Regions from separate parts of the Sus scrofa genome. Here region 1 is linked to region 2. Evidence: chromatin contacts called from public promoter capture Hi-C data. All regions are on one chromosome and are shown on one strand. The core of a region is the stretch at or near the end of the contact, and the rest is flanking DNA. Distances in the headings are between cores, read along the strand shown. Region 1 holds the start of PLXND1 (plexin-D1). Region 2 overlaps IFT122 (intraflagellar transport protein 122 homolog).

Evidence for each region. Promoter capture Hi-C pulls out the DNA fragments that hold promoters and counts their contacts.
Region 1: a contact with region 2 is called in a promoter capture Hi-C map of liver, with 8 times the contacts expected there. The contact joins the promoter of PLXND1 here to the enhancer-like site in region 2. A contact is called at or near these places in 4 of 5 promoter capture datasets (fetal liver, fetal skeletal muscle and liver), 14 of 47 Hi-C or Micro-C datasets (adipose tissue, blood, embryonic fibroblasts and 7 more) and 2 of 2 datasets of contacts at active chromatin or transcription factors (alveolar macrophages and skeletal muscle).

Annotation. Positions count from the first base shown.
Region 1 is chr13:68,991,920-68,998,918 of Sscrofa11.1, reverse strand. PLXND1 (plexin-D1) reads left to right here and starts at 2,294. Exons shown (of 35, transcript XM_021069364.1): 1 at 2,294-3,663. The coding sequence starts at 2,350.
Region 2 is chr13:68,881,123-68,888,071 of Sscrofa11.1, reverse strand. It overlaps IFT122 (intraflagellar transport protein 122 homolog), which reads right to left. Exons shown (of 30, transcript XM_021069363.1): 18 at 3,023-3,189; 19 at 262-433. Among named protein-coding and RNA genes, the nearest start is that of RHO, 24 kb to the left of the region's middle. Within about 2 kb of position 3,346, at least 9 of the 83 cell types and tissues checked have an H3K27ac peak or open chromatin away from gene starts, as enhancers often do. A contact at or near this core is called in adipose tissue, liver, skeletal muscle and 1 more, where this site is marked.

The DNA of each region.
Region 1 (6,999 bases), core at 1,045-3,544, 110 kb before region 2:
TGCAGGATGCGGCTAGAGGAGCCCGGGAGACAGGAAGGAAGCTGGGAGGGAGAGAGGGGGAGACAGGGAGGGAGACAGAGGCAGAGACGCTGAGAGAGAGACACACACACAAAGAGACAGACAGAGTGAAAGGGTGGGGGAGAGACTGGGAGAGAGAGACAAAGAGAGAAACCAGGAGGAGCAAGAAGACAGACAAAACCAGAGATGGGGTGGGGAAGGCTGGAGAAAGATGAGAAAAAGATGGAGAAGGAGATAGAGGGATGCTGGGGAGAGCTCCAGGGAGGGTGGGGCGAGGGGCATTGAGGCAGCTGCCTGCGTTCCTGAGGGGCTCCTGGTCCCAATCCACGGGTGGCACATGAGTGCGCTTCACCCAGAGGTGGAGGTGGGGGCATTAGTTCCATTGAGCTGTCCCCTGAGTGGCCTTGGGCCTCAGGGGTGGGGGATGGGGCCCCAGAAGCAGAACCTCTGATTTCCCGTGTTAAATACTCCTGGCTAGCAAAGCAGTGGCCAGACCGACAGAGGGGTTGGAAAAAGGCAGGCGTGATGGGCAGATGCTGATGGCAGGAAGGCAAAGGTGTTGGGGAAGTGGGGGCCAGCTCTAGGCCTGGGCTTCCCTGCCTACCCCCCGGGGCCCAGAGAAACCCCCTGTCTTCCTTCCTGGCCAGGTGAGGGAGGCCGTGCCACCCTCAGAGCCGGGACCACAGGTACCATGTGCACCCACCATGTGGGAGTCCCCCATTTTGAGAGCCTGGAGCTGGCCTGGGGCCGGAGGAAAGTTGAGGGGGGTGGATGTTTGGAGCTGGCTGACTTGGGCTTTCAAAGGTCATAGTTCTGCTCCTTAAGCGCTGTGCCTCTTGGGCCAGTCCCTTCACCTCTGGGGCCTCAGGCTCTGCATCTATAAGGTGGGACTATAATAGTACCAGCCTCAGAAGGTGGCTGTGTGGGTGAAGGGCTTGGCAGAGTGCCTGGCAGGGGGCGAACTGCACCTTGGCACCCACTGTGGCCAAGGCCATGCATACTCCTGATGCAGGCTCTATGGCCCTGTAGTCATCACTGCCTGCCTGGGCCCCAAGTGCTCACCTGCTCCTCCCAGGTGAAAGGAGAAGTAGGCCCAGTGCCAGCTCACCTGTGGCTGATCTTCCACTAAATCTGGGAGGATTTTAGATCCTTCCAGAGTCCCAAATAAAGTGAGTGGGAGGGCAGCTTGGTCTCCAGAGGAGGCAACTGTGGGCGTCCTAGGGCCATCATCCTCCAGGACTGACATCTTACTCTGGGTGGCCCCCCGGTTGGCACAGGCCTGAAACAGTTCCTCTCCACGTTCCCTGTTTCATGTCTGACCCTGGAGCTCTGGTCCCTTTGTCCCTGTCACCTGTCCAACCTCTTTTGGGGCTGGGGTTTGAAGGACAGATCATGGGATTGAATGGGGTGGTGCCCCCTCCCCAGCTGCCCCTGGGGGTGCCTGTGAAAGGGAGTGGAGAGTGAGGAGAGAGAGGGGGAGGGCGCCAGAGAGGAGGGTGGACAGAGCGGGTAGAGGGATGGAGAGAAAGAGAGGGAGGGAGACAGAGACTGGCCGAGGGGACCGGGGTAGGGGAGGTGGGAGGAGAACCAGGCACAGAAAAACGGAGAGAAGGGAGAGAGGATACAGGGGAGAAAGTGGGGGTGGGGGCGACGTAACACGGAGAGCGAAAGACAAGCAGAGACTGAGACAAGGAGCGACAACACGCAAGGAGTCGGGGGGGTGGGGGTGGAGGGGGAGCACAGAGACAGGGAGACACTGAGAGACAGACATCGAGAAGGGAAGAGAGACAGAGACGGCAGAAAAAAGGAAGGAAAAAATAAAACAAGCCCGAGAGACAGGCCAAACAGCCAAGAGGGAGAAGGAACTAAAGCAACCAGCGACGGAGGCGGAGGCAGCACCGGGAAGGGAGCCCTGGGCCGCGGTCGCCGCGCGGGAAGGTCCTGGAGGGCACGGGGCGGCGGGACACACCGACAGCCGAGCGGGGGCCCGGCAGCCGGAGGGCAGGGTGGCAGCCGGGGGCTGAGGCCCGGGACGCCAGGGGAGGTGGGCCCCGGGCGGGAGGGGGCCCAGGAGGCGGGGCGCGGCCGGGCGGGGCGCGGCGGGGGCGGGGCGCGAGGGCGTGTCCGCAGCGGAGCCGCCCCCGTCCCGCCCCCGGGTTGCGCTGAGCTGCTGAGCCCGGCCGGGGCGCCGGGGCCGGGGGCGGCTGGCGCGGGCAGGAAGCGCCTCGCGGCCCGGGCCCGCCCCCCGCCTCCTGCCGCCTCCGGACTCCCGGCTCCCGGCCGCGCCGCGCCCCATGCACTCGCCGCGCCGCGCAGCCCGCGCACGCCCGGATGGCTCGTCGCGCCGCGGGCGGCGCACCCCTTAGCGCCCGGGCCGCCGCGGCCAGCCCCCTGCCGCGGCGCCCGCCATTCCCGGCCCCGTCGTGTCCGCTTCTGCTTCTGCTGTTCCTGGGGGCGGCGCGGATCGACGCTCTGGAGATCCAGCGCCGGTTCCCCTCGCCCACGCCCACCAACAACTTCGCCCTGGACGGCGCGGCGGGGACGGTGTACCTGGCGGCCGTCAACCGCCTCTACCAGCTGTCGGGCGCTAACCTGAGCCTGGAGGCCGAGGCGGCCGTGGGCCCAGTGGCGGACAGCCCGTTGTGTCACGCCCCGCAGCTGCCTCAGGCCTCGTGCGAGCACCCGCGGCGCCTCACTGACAACTACAACAAAATCCTGCAGCTGGACCCGGGCCAGGGCCTGGTGGTCGTGTGCGGTTCCATCTACCAGGGCTTCTGCCAGCTGCGGCGGCGGGGCAACATCTCGGCGGTGGCGGTGCACTTCCCGCCCGCCGCGCCGCCCGCCCAGCCCGTCACGGTGTTCCCCAGCATGCTGAACGTGGCGGCCAACCACCCAAACGCGTCCACCGTGGGGCTGGTCCTGCCGCCGGCCGCCGGCACCGGGGGCAGTCGCCTGCTCGTGGGCGCCACGTACACGGGCTACGGCAGCGCCTTCTTCCCGCGCAACTCCAGCCTGGAGGACCACCGCTTCGAGAACACGCCCGAAATCTCCATCCGCTCCCTGGATGCGCGCGGCGACCTAGCCAAGCTCTTCACTTTCGACCTCAATCCCTCCGACGACAACATTCTCAAGATCAAGCAGAGCGCCAAGGAGCAGCACAAGCTGGGCTTCGTGCGCGCCTTCCTGCATCCTCCGGACCCGCAGCCGGGAGCCCAGACCTACGCGTATCTGGCGCTCAACAGCGAGGCGCGCGCGGGCGACAAGGAGAGCCAGGCGCGGAGCCTGCTGGCGCGCATCTGCCTGCCCCGCGGCGCCGGCGGCGACGCCAAGAAGCTCACTGAGTCCTACATCCAGCTAGGCTTGCAGTGCGCGGGCGGCGCGGGCCGCGGCGATCTCTACAGCCGCCTGGTATCGGTCTTTCCCGCGCGAGAGAGGCTCTTTGCGGTCTTCGAGCGGCCGCAGGGAGCCCTGGCGGCCCGTACAGCTCCTGCGGCGCTCTGTGCCTTCCGCTTCGCCGACGTGCAAGCCGCAATCCGCGCCGCACGCAACGCCTGCTTCGTGGACCCCGCACCCGACGTGGTGGCGGTGCTCGACAGCGTGGTGCAGGGCACCGGGCCAGCCTGTGAGCGCAAGCTCAACATCCAGGTACGCCCGGGCCGCCGGGGTGCGAGGGTGCGAGGGACCATCGAGGGAGAGCGTACAGTAACTGGGCAAGTTGTGTAACTGGGCAAGGTGTGACCGTGATGCAACCCAGATATGCGTGTACGGGGACCCGAGTGTGTACTCTGGGCCACAAATGCATTTGCGGGGACCCAGGTATACTCGACAGGATATAGGCGGGGATGCAGGTGTTAGCCGAAGTGGTGGGGGGACTTAGTGTGAATATGGCTCAGGTGTGAGCATGGGGCACTTAAGTTGCCTGCTGAATTACAGGTACGCATATCTAGGTGTGTGGGAGTGGTCTTGGTCTCCAGGTGGGCGCTGGAGAGAGAGCCAACTGTGCGCAGCCCGCTGGTGGTCACAGGTGTTTCAGGGCTGAAGCTGAAGGCACAGCAAGTGAGTGCAGTGTCTGATCAAATATGTGTTCTGGGCCAGCTCTGTGAGCCCATCAGGGCTGCCTTTGGGAGTTGGCAGATGTGTGCACGGGTGTGGCAGGTGTGCAGGGAGGCAGGCAGGTGTGGAGCATGGCCCTGCAGTTGCAAGGTACGTGCAGCAGGGACACTGGTGCAACAGGGTGGGCCTAGGTGCACAGTGGGATATGTGGCAAGGGACACAGGCATTTGGGAACCAATAGGCACTCTTCAGGGGGCCACTGGTTGGCAAAGAGGTGTGTTCCTGAGGCCAACTTTTATTCACTCATTCAACACAATTTACTGAGTGTTACACTTGCACCAGGCATGGGGGCTAGTGGGGAAGGCAGGAGCAGTTGTGGGATACATACCCCATGGCCTAACTCTAGGTTTTTAACAGTAACATGAAGATATACTTTGTTCTCATCCCCATTTTACAGATAAAAAAACTGAGGCACAGAGTTTAAGGAACTTGTTCAAGATCACACAGCTAGGAAGCAGCAGAGGCAGGATTTGAATCTGGGCTGTCTGGCCCCAGCATCTGTGTTCTTAATGCTGCCCAGCCCTTGCTGCCTCACAGCTCAGGGTGTGTGTTAGAGGAGTCCCAGTGGCTGGGTCAAAAGGTGCTGGCCTCGGGAGAGTGGAGAGAGGTGAGCAGACTGCATGCAGCACCGGAGTGCGGGAGGGGACAGGGAGGACCAGTGGTAGGACCACAGCAGCTGGGGCTTGGGCTGGGCTGGGCAGTGACTAGTGAGCCAGGTTGGGGGATTGATGTCTCTTGGGGGGACATGACACAGGGGCCCAGTACAAGGGGGAACTTTGTGTGGTTCCACTCAAGGAAGCCCATCAAGGAGGGGTCACTTCTTCAGGGGGTCCTGGGAGGTGTCCCTGTGCCTTTTCCGCACTGAGTCTGTGAGGAGACCTGGCCACTCCCGGGGGAAGCCTTAACTTCTCAAAACGCAGAACTCAGCCTTCTCCTCCTTGGGGCCAGGCCCCCTGTAGCCCTGCCCCATCCCTTCTCCGTGATCCTCAGGCCCTGGCAAGCTCATGAGGTTAATTATTCCCCTGTGGGTGTGCCCAACACTGGGGCTTTGAGAAAACGCAGATTCCTTTGCTTGCAGCTGGGTCCCCATGCTGCCCACCGCCCGGCTGGCCGGCTGCCCTGATGGTAAAGGTCACAGTGGGTGAGCAGGCAGACGGGCCCAGGAGCCTCTGCCAACCGCAGGGGCCGGCCTGGTTGGGGTGGCCCCCAGCACTGTGGTTAGGACATCACAGCCTGAGGGCACAGGCTTTGTTTCTGGGGTCTGAGAGCCTGGGGAGGTGAGTGGGGCTCAGTCCCTGCTCCCAGAGGGAAAAGCCTGTGGGAAGGGCCGTCCTGGCCCTTTCCAGGCTGCCTATCCCTCCAGGCTGCGGTGTGGGATTCCTCAGGCCCCACAGCCCCCCCACTCCCCCTCTGGCAGGAACCAGCCTGGTTCCCACGGTCCCTCGTCCTCAGCCTGGCCTGGTACAGTGACTCATTCTGCTGAAGCGGGCTGGGGCCTCCCTTTCCTTAGGGGGCAGGGCCTCTCCAGGGACAGCCCTAGGGACAGAATAGCCAAGGGCCTCCTCCCCACCCCAAGGTGGAGTAGGTTCCTGGCCCTCCTTGACCTCTTTGCCTTGTCCTCCTCACCCCACTCCCCTTCCCCATGCACAGGCCAGTGCTCCTGGCCAGTGTCTTCCAGATGTGTCCAAGGCCCCAGGATCTCAGCCTCTAGCCTTGGACGGGGATGGGAGGGGGGTAGTTATACTTGCTCCAGGTTCCCCAGTTATAGGCTAAGAACTTGGACTTTGTACCCTGGGTTAAATCCTACTCCTTCACTTCCCAGCTGTGTGACCCTGACAAGTGACTTAACCTCTCTGAGCCTCAGTTTCCTTATCTGTAAAGTGGGGGCAATAAAATCTCTAAGGATTAATAAGGACTCGCTGAGTTAACTAATGTAAAGCACTTCATACCTGGCCATAGTGAGCACCTGGTGGTTGTCTGCTATTCTCGTTATTAGCCAAGGTCTGGGCCTGGTCCTGGACAGCAAACCTTGACCTGTTTTGGCTTGTTCTACAACAGTAAAGAGCCCATCTCTAGTGCCAGATGGATGCCTCAATCAACATTTCCTAAGCCCCTCCTGTGTACCTAGCCCTCTGCTGTGCGTTGGGGACCTGTGGTCACTCCCTTGCTTTCTGCTGTCATGGACCATGCAGGGGACAGATGTGTAGCAAGGCACTTATGGCCCAGAAGGATGAGTGCTATGATGGGGGACCTGGGCAGAGGGAGCCTAGAGAGAGATGGCTAGGCCTCAGGAGGACGTGATATCCAAGCAGAGGTATATGGATGGGCAGGAGTTAACGGCGGGAGGCCGGCCGGAGGAGAGAGGGGAACAGCAGAGGGAACAGCCTGTGCAAAGGCCTGGAGGTGGGAAACAGCAAAGAAGGTGGTCAGTGTGGCTGGGGGAGGCGGGCGGGCCTGCCGTATTGCAGAAATGGGACTCTGTCCTGGGGACCCGGGGAGCCATGAAGGGTTTTAGCTAGAGGGTCTGAGCTGGATGAGCGCCTCAGTTTCCTTCTTTGTAGAATGAGGATGAGAAAAGTACTGACCTCATAGGACCGTTTTGGTGTTAGATGAGATACCACCGGTGCAGCACCCAAGTAGCGTGCCTGGGCCACGTGTTTGCAGGTGCTGTCACTATCTTTAATGTAACTACTTTAGAACGTCCCCAGGTGGCTGGTGGGAAGGAAAGATGAGAAGTAGGGAGCGTAGGTGGAGGCTGGTGTCATCTTCCAGGCAATAGTCACTCCTTCATTTGCAGATACATCTTGAGCACCTACTGTGTGTCAGGCTCTGTGGCGGGTGCTGGGCACAGCCAAGGGGGCAACCAGG
Region 2 (6,949 bases), core at 2,097-4,596:
GGGCTGCCGTGTTAATCCTCCCATCCCCAGTGTTTATCACACGGTGGGCACAGAGCCACCAGGCCAGCAGGATTTTCTGAATGAATGAATGAGTCAGCAAACGATATGGAAAGGCCCTCCAGGACATTTGGCTCAGAGAATTCAAGGGTGAGTCTCCTAACTGCCAGGCCAATGTTCACATCCACAATGAGCACAGCCGCTCTCCCCCATACTTCCCAGGTCCCCTGTCGCCCGGGGTTCAGGCAGTGACCCTATGCTCACCTCATCCCAGCGCTGGGTCTCCACATGCAGCTGAACCAAGGACTTCAGGTCCCCTATCTTTAGGTAGGTCTCAGCAGCATAGCCAGGGTTGTCCAGCTTCTTGAAGTAGTGAGCGCACATCAGCAGGGGCTCCCGCTCCGCCTTGTCCAGCTTCCGGGCAATGTCGATGAGCCTGCAGTGGCGAGAACGTGGGAGGAGATGAGCTCCTAGAAGGGGTGCAGGGGACATCTGGGTCTTCCTAAGAGCAGGCTAGGTGTCGATTTCTGCTGGTGGCCCCAGGGCATGGCACAGTGCCATGGCTCTTGATGCTCGATAGGAGGTTTTGAGTGAACACATAATCCAGAAATGCTGCCTGTGAAGGATACCATCTCCTGCTCTCATGCCTTTCACAGGAATCACGAACCTATCCAGCAAGATCTGGGGCTAGAAATAAACATCTGCCGATCAGCTAAAGGCCTTAAGCTGAGCACCATGAGTCTTCACCTGTGTGATCTCACTGACCCTTCACCACTTTTAGGAGTGGAGCTAGCATTCCCAGTTTACAGAAGAGAAAACCAAGGCTAGAGTGAGAGGGTAGTGGCCCACCCAAGACTGTGTGGCCAGCAAGTAGCACACAGCCCTTTCCACCACCATTTCAGGAATTCTTATAGGAAAGCACAGGCAGAGGTGTATAAAGCCTTCAGTGACAGCACCTCCACAGGAAGAGGCATGTGCGGGTTCTGCTCTGAGCTCTGGAGGAAAGGTGCTGACCATGGGTGAGGGGCCATAGGGACCACGGGTTCACCTCTTCTCCCCAGTGGGCACCAGCTCCTCCACAGCTCATGGGGACATGGGGGCTGGATGGAAAGTGCTTATTTCCTCTGGTCAGACCAGGCTGGAGCAAAACCAGCTCTCCCAGGGGAAGGGGGTTCTACCCAGCTTGCTCTTTGTGAGAAAAGAAGGGGAAGCAGCTGTAACAGATCCCCGTCTCAGAGACAGGCAGGCTCAGGGAGGCCTGTCAATCTGTACTTAGAATAATAATGGCGGCTAAAAATAACACTTTTCGGCAGAGAAAGGACACATTTTTAGGGAAAGGTGGCACAGGAACCCTTAGAACCCCCCCAGCCCCACCCATTAAACCACATGTCTCTGGAGGAAAGGCACCTTTTCCATCCAGACCTGGAAAAAGGATAGAACATGCTTAAAGTCTCTTTTCTGAACTAGTTAAGTGTCCCCAGGGTAACCAGATACATATCAGCTACAAATGGAAGTGATGTGAAAAACTAGAGGGTTGAACAGGGGCCCTAAATCTGCCTGGTTTTCTCCCATAGCACCCCTTCCACAAAAGCAATAATTTGCAAGGGCAAAATCTGCACCTTTATCTTCAAGAAACGTTATTTTTGGACAAGAGACAGATGGGGTAGTAGGTCCCTTTGTGAGGGGTCACACCAAGCACAAGGTGGGGTTCAGGGCGATGTAGTCCTCAACTAGCCCCCTCCCTCCTGAATCCTGAGCTGTAACCACCTGGGGACAACAGTGTGGTTTCCACAACAACCAGCAACCTTCAGGACTCAGACTGAGCCAAGCTCAAGGGCCGCTCCCTTACCTCTTCTTTGCAGCCGTGGCAGCTGGCACTGTGCACACACACGCACATGCATACACAGGTGAACACGAAGCCCACTCTCCCTGACAGTGGGAGGGGAAAGCCCTCCCTCTAGAAGGTCTGATGCTCTGAGAGTCCTAAGTTGGAATCCACCTCTGTCCCATAGCCCCGCCCCAGTGCTGTTTTCTGTCTCAGCGAGTGGCATCACCAGCCAACAGGCCCAGAGCTCAGAATCAGCTGCCAGTGCTGCCCTGAGAGCCCCCACCCCCCACATCAGGTCCCATCAGTCCAGCTCCCCCACGTCCCTCCTGTTCCCTCAGCTGTCCCACTAACCCCTGGTCCTCTGCACTGGTCTCCCTCCTCGAGTTTTCCCTCCCTTCTACCTGCTACCGGAATGGGCTTCCGACAGCACGGCCCCAACCAGGGGTCCCCACCCCCAAATGACAAATCTAAGTGCCTCCACTTGGCACCCAAGAGCCCCTGGTGCCCTGTGAGGCCAGCCCGGATGCCCCTGCCCACAGTCAGCATCCTCTACCTGCCCTCTTCTGGACCCCTTACCCAAATTTGGCCAACTTGTGCTATTTCTTCTGCACATCCTTCCCTTCCCACCATCTCTACCTCCTGAAATCCGTCCAAGGCGCTTCACGCAAAAACCACTTCCCAGGAGAAGACGCCCGAGGTTCCTCCCTTGAGAATGGCTATGCCCCTCCCTGGCATGCTTAGGACTTTTCTTGCTCTTTGCAAGTCCTACCATTATACAGGTCATAGGCACTGAGATCAGTCTGGAGCTCTGCTCCACCAACTCCCTGCTGTCTAGCCTTGTGTGATCACTCAGTCCTTGAGCCGCGGTTTCCTCATTGCAAGGTGGGCATGAAAACACCAAGGCTGAGGGTGTGAGAGGGGAACCAAGGTGCTCATGAGGAGGATTCAGGGAATGGCAGCCCCAGGCCTGGGGTGCTCGCCCACCCCTCCCTGCCACCCTTTCCCCCAGAGCCTCGCTGAGCTTCTCAAAGGCAGCGACTGCCTCATTCAATCTCTGTGTCTCCCCAAAGCTGATCACTATCAACTTTGGATTAGATATTTAGAGAAACACTACTTTTTCCCTTGTCAGGCAAAACCAAGAGCTGATGTGACATGACATGCTGCCAAATGTTCTCGGGGAAGGGACTGAAAACCTACGTATCCACCCAGCCATGGTCACCGCTGATCTCTATGGCCTTGCTGTGCTCGCCTGCTGAGATGTACATCTCCACAGCAGCTTTGGGCTCATTGATATTTCTGGCCCAGTCGGCCTGTTTGGTGATCAGCATCCTTGTTTCTTTGGGGTCTCCAGATCCAAGGAAATCCTGAGGAAGCACAACAAACAAAAACACTCCAGATTAGAACTTCCTGCTCCAGCATGACGTCAGGCTGCTGAATGCTGGAGCAAGGAAGGGACCGTTTGGCTGCAGCAGGCAGTCAGGATATAGGCATGAGCTGGTCCCGTGGGGCAGACAGGAGGGAGGTCCAGGTGCCAAGGGAGGAGGCGCCCAGGCCGCCTCACAGGTGCTCCTGGGGGCACTCAGACAGTGTCAAGGACTATGGCCCTCAATGTTTCCTGCCCTTCCCACTAATGGACATTTGTGCCTCAGCTAAACAACACTTTCCAGACTTTTTGGAGTACTGTACAGAAAGTCCACAGTATGGAAGGTTTATGATCAGGGTACTTGTTTCTGCCTCATACAGAGTCTGATGTATATATGACTATTCCCATATATTGACTTTACCCAATCTTGAATACTCAGACCTAAAATCTTTATTCAGAAAGCAAGGATGACACCACATGCTTCTGAGTGAGGCTGAGTATGAGGTCCCCCAATCTTATACAGATAAAATGGTTTACAGTCTAGAAGAGTCCTCAGCCGCCACCACACTGCAAGTATTACTGGTTCTGCTTTCTGACTCTGTTCACATTCTGCTGCTTGAACTTAGGGCCATGTCCCCTTGGCTTTGCCCAGGGCCAATAAGGAGCACAGGTGGTTTTGATTAATTACTTCTCAACCAGATAGTATCAGACCCTGTCCTGAGGTCAGGTCTGCAGGAGGCATGCAGGAGCTCAGGCAGGGGAAGGGATGTGGAGAGGGGGTGTGGAGGAAAAGAAGCCTGTGGATCTGGAGGCTCAGGGGTCAGGCCATAGGCACAAGAGGGCATCTGAAGGGCCCTGGCTGCTTCTCTGAAGTAGCCCTAGAATGCATCAGAAATCACTTCCAAAAATCACCTCTTTTCAGGCAGGATACAGTTACCCACAATCTTTGTGTGGGGGGTCACCATAGTTGAGGCAGCTTTGGTGCTGACAATTTTTAAGGTGGGGCTTTTCAAAAGGGAAACTGGAGGTGCTTAGAGACCAGCTCTGCATTCCTCCTAAGAAGTGGTTTGTCTCAGAATAATGTATCCTGTAGAGGCTGCACCATGTCGAGCTCAGAAAGCACAAAAAAGCACTCCTTTCCCCGTGATGAGCACTTGCTTGTCAGAAAAGCAGTCAATGTATGCTAAAAACCCACTTGAACAATTATCTCTCTCTTTTTCCATTTGCTTTCAGGGTAATTGTGCAGCTCCTAAAGTAACATATTAGATTGGCCTAAGACAACCAATTCTTTCCAGGGGTGGAAGGTGCATCAAGACCCTGATGATGAGAGTCCAATAAAAGGCAGGCCCACCTTGCTGGCCTGTGGGCTCTGCAGAGCACACACACGGGAGAGCAAGGGCTTGGAAGGCAGCTGCTGACCATCTAGAGATGGCTGGTTTAGGCCATTACAGACATAGCCTTTACTCTTGGGAGCTGCAGAGTGTACTCTTTATTCCAACAAGAAACCAGAGGCCCTGCTAACCTGGTTGGTTAAGTGAGGAGCACAGAACCACCTGTGCTCCTTAGCGGCAGGGCAGCTGGAGAAGACAGACATCACAGTGAGTGCTCAGTGGACCCGGGGTGCCTGTGGTGAGAAAGGTCAAGGGTCCTTGGTAAGGAGATCAGCCAGGCACAGAGCCCACAGGCTTAAGCTTCCTCCAGCCCCAGAGCTCTAGCCTAATTGAAGCAGAGTCTAAATGGTCCTTCAAGGCTCAACAAACTGGGTTTCCAAAGGTTCTTTGGTTCCATGAAGCTAATTTATACGTTATCTGGGGCCAGGGCAAAGACTCTGTCCTGGAGTGGACAGAAAGAGGCCGTGCCGAGTGATGAATGAGACTAAACAATGTTCTCATGCTTGGTGATTTTGATAAGGACATACTACATAAGAGTTAAGAGCATTATAATTCCCTTTATCACCATATAAACATGTCACTTATCCGGAAAGCGTACAATTTATTTGTACGTGGGAATGTAATTTAAAAATTTTCCGAAAACCAGATTGAATCTTGGGAAGCAATTTTCAAGTAAACAAAAACATGCCATGTTAATAAGCACTGTATCTCCCCACCCCCAGCCCCACCATAATGTGTATGTACACATTTTCTCAAACTCAGACTATGAGGGGATTGAAACAGAACCAACCTACTTGGAATTGTGATCAAACACTGAAACCAAAAACACCCCCAGCGTGTTTACCTCCATGGAGAGGCAGACCAGATAGACTGTGTAAATGGGGTGCCTTCCTGGGTGGGGCTGCAGGTGCACGAAGCCCACCGGAGGTGCCAGGCGGGCCGCCCAGGGAGGTCTGAAGGACCGCCATGCCTGGCCCCACTCATTCTCCTGTCCATTCTACTGCGCAGCCTTTGTAAAGGGCTTCTTCCTTCAGTACTTTGTGCAATTCTCAGAACTAAGCTGAGCTGGGCTAGGTTACCCTCTGAGAAGGAAATGGAGGCTCAGCAAAGTGAAGAGCCTTTTTCCCCAGGTCACCCACAGGGTGGCCAGGACTCGCGCCCACTCTCTGGACAGTACCGCAGAGTGCTATCTCCTGTGCCACAGCTGCCCACTGGGACTTCTCAGAGGTTCCAGGAGCTGTTAGTCCTGAAGAACAACCACAACCAGCTATTCCAAATGCCTAAATCCTACCCCCAGGGATTCAATCCTTTAGTTCAAGCTTTCGTCCTTGGTTTTAATGCTGTTTTTAAGGTATTCTCCATGTGAACACATTGCTACATTGGTGGGCAGGTAACAAAAACTGAAGAGGGCAAAAGGGGGACACCCAAAGTCCCTGGATCTGAGGGATGGAGTCAAGGAACAGATGGGGGGGGCAGGGGCTTAGCCAGGCACAGGTGACCAGCCTGGGCCACATCTTAGCGACCCAGGACCTCAGAGATGGTAGAAGATAAAAGAGCACAGCCATCTTTAGGAAGAGAAAAGTAGAAAAAAGCGGGGAGGATTTCCCATCCTGAGCTTGTGAGCTAGTTCATTACCATTAACAGCCTCTAACTGGTTGAGGTTGATGACTCACTTCACATTCTCAAGCCTCTGGGAGGCAGGTCAACAAAGGCACCACCTGGAAGGAAGAACCTGGCCACCCCACGTGCCCACTCCGCTTCTCACCTTGTGCTGGGCTACACTGCTGGGACATGTGTCCCGATGGTCTGGGCTCCTCAGGGAGGCTCATTCTCACACAAGCCATCGGGAGCTGCTCCTCCAGGAAGACCTCCTTCATGTACATTTTTTATTTTTTACTTGGCTATACCTGTGGCATGCAGAAGTTCCTGGGCTGGGGATCAAACCCGTGCCACAGCAGCAACCTGAGCCACAGCAGAGACAATGCTGATCCTTAACCCACTGCGCCACCAGGGGACTCCTCCCTCACATACCTTTAAAGGCCCAGACCTGTTGGAGACTAACTTTAACAGGGGCCCCCTAACACAGAGGCCATCTCCTCACTGCCCATGCAGCAATGGGGCACACCACGCTCACACTGGAAGGCAGGGACCGTCACAGCACAAAGCCCAGTGCCAGCCAGAGCAAGAGCTCAGGAAGCTGGCTGCAGGGAACCCGGTGCCCTGTATGATGACAGCAGAACCATGAGCGCACAGGCTCTTGGTGGCCTATAACGAGGCTCTGAGAGAATTTGTGGGAGACATCCCTGAAGCCCTGAACCCCAAACCTTTAACAAAGGGACTACACTGGCTAGGACTCACAGCCTATCCAGC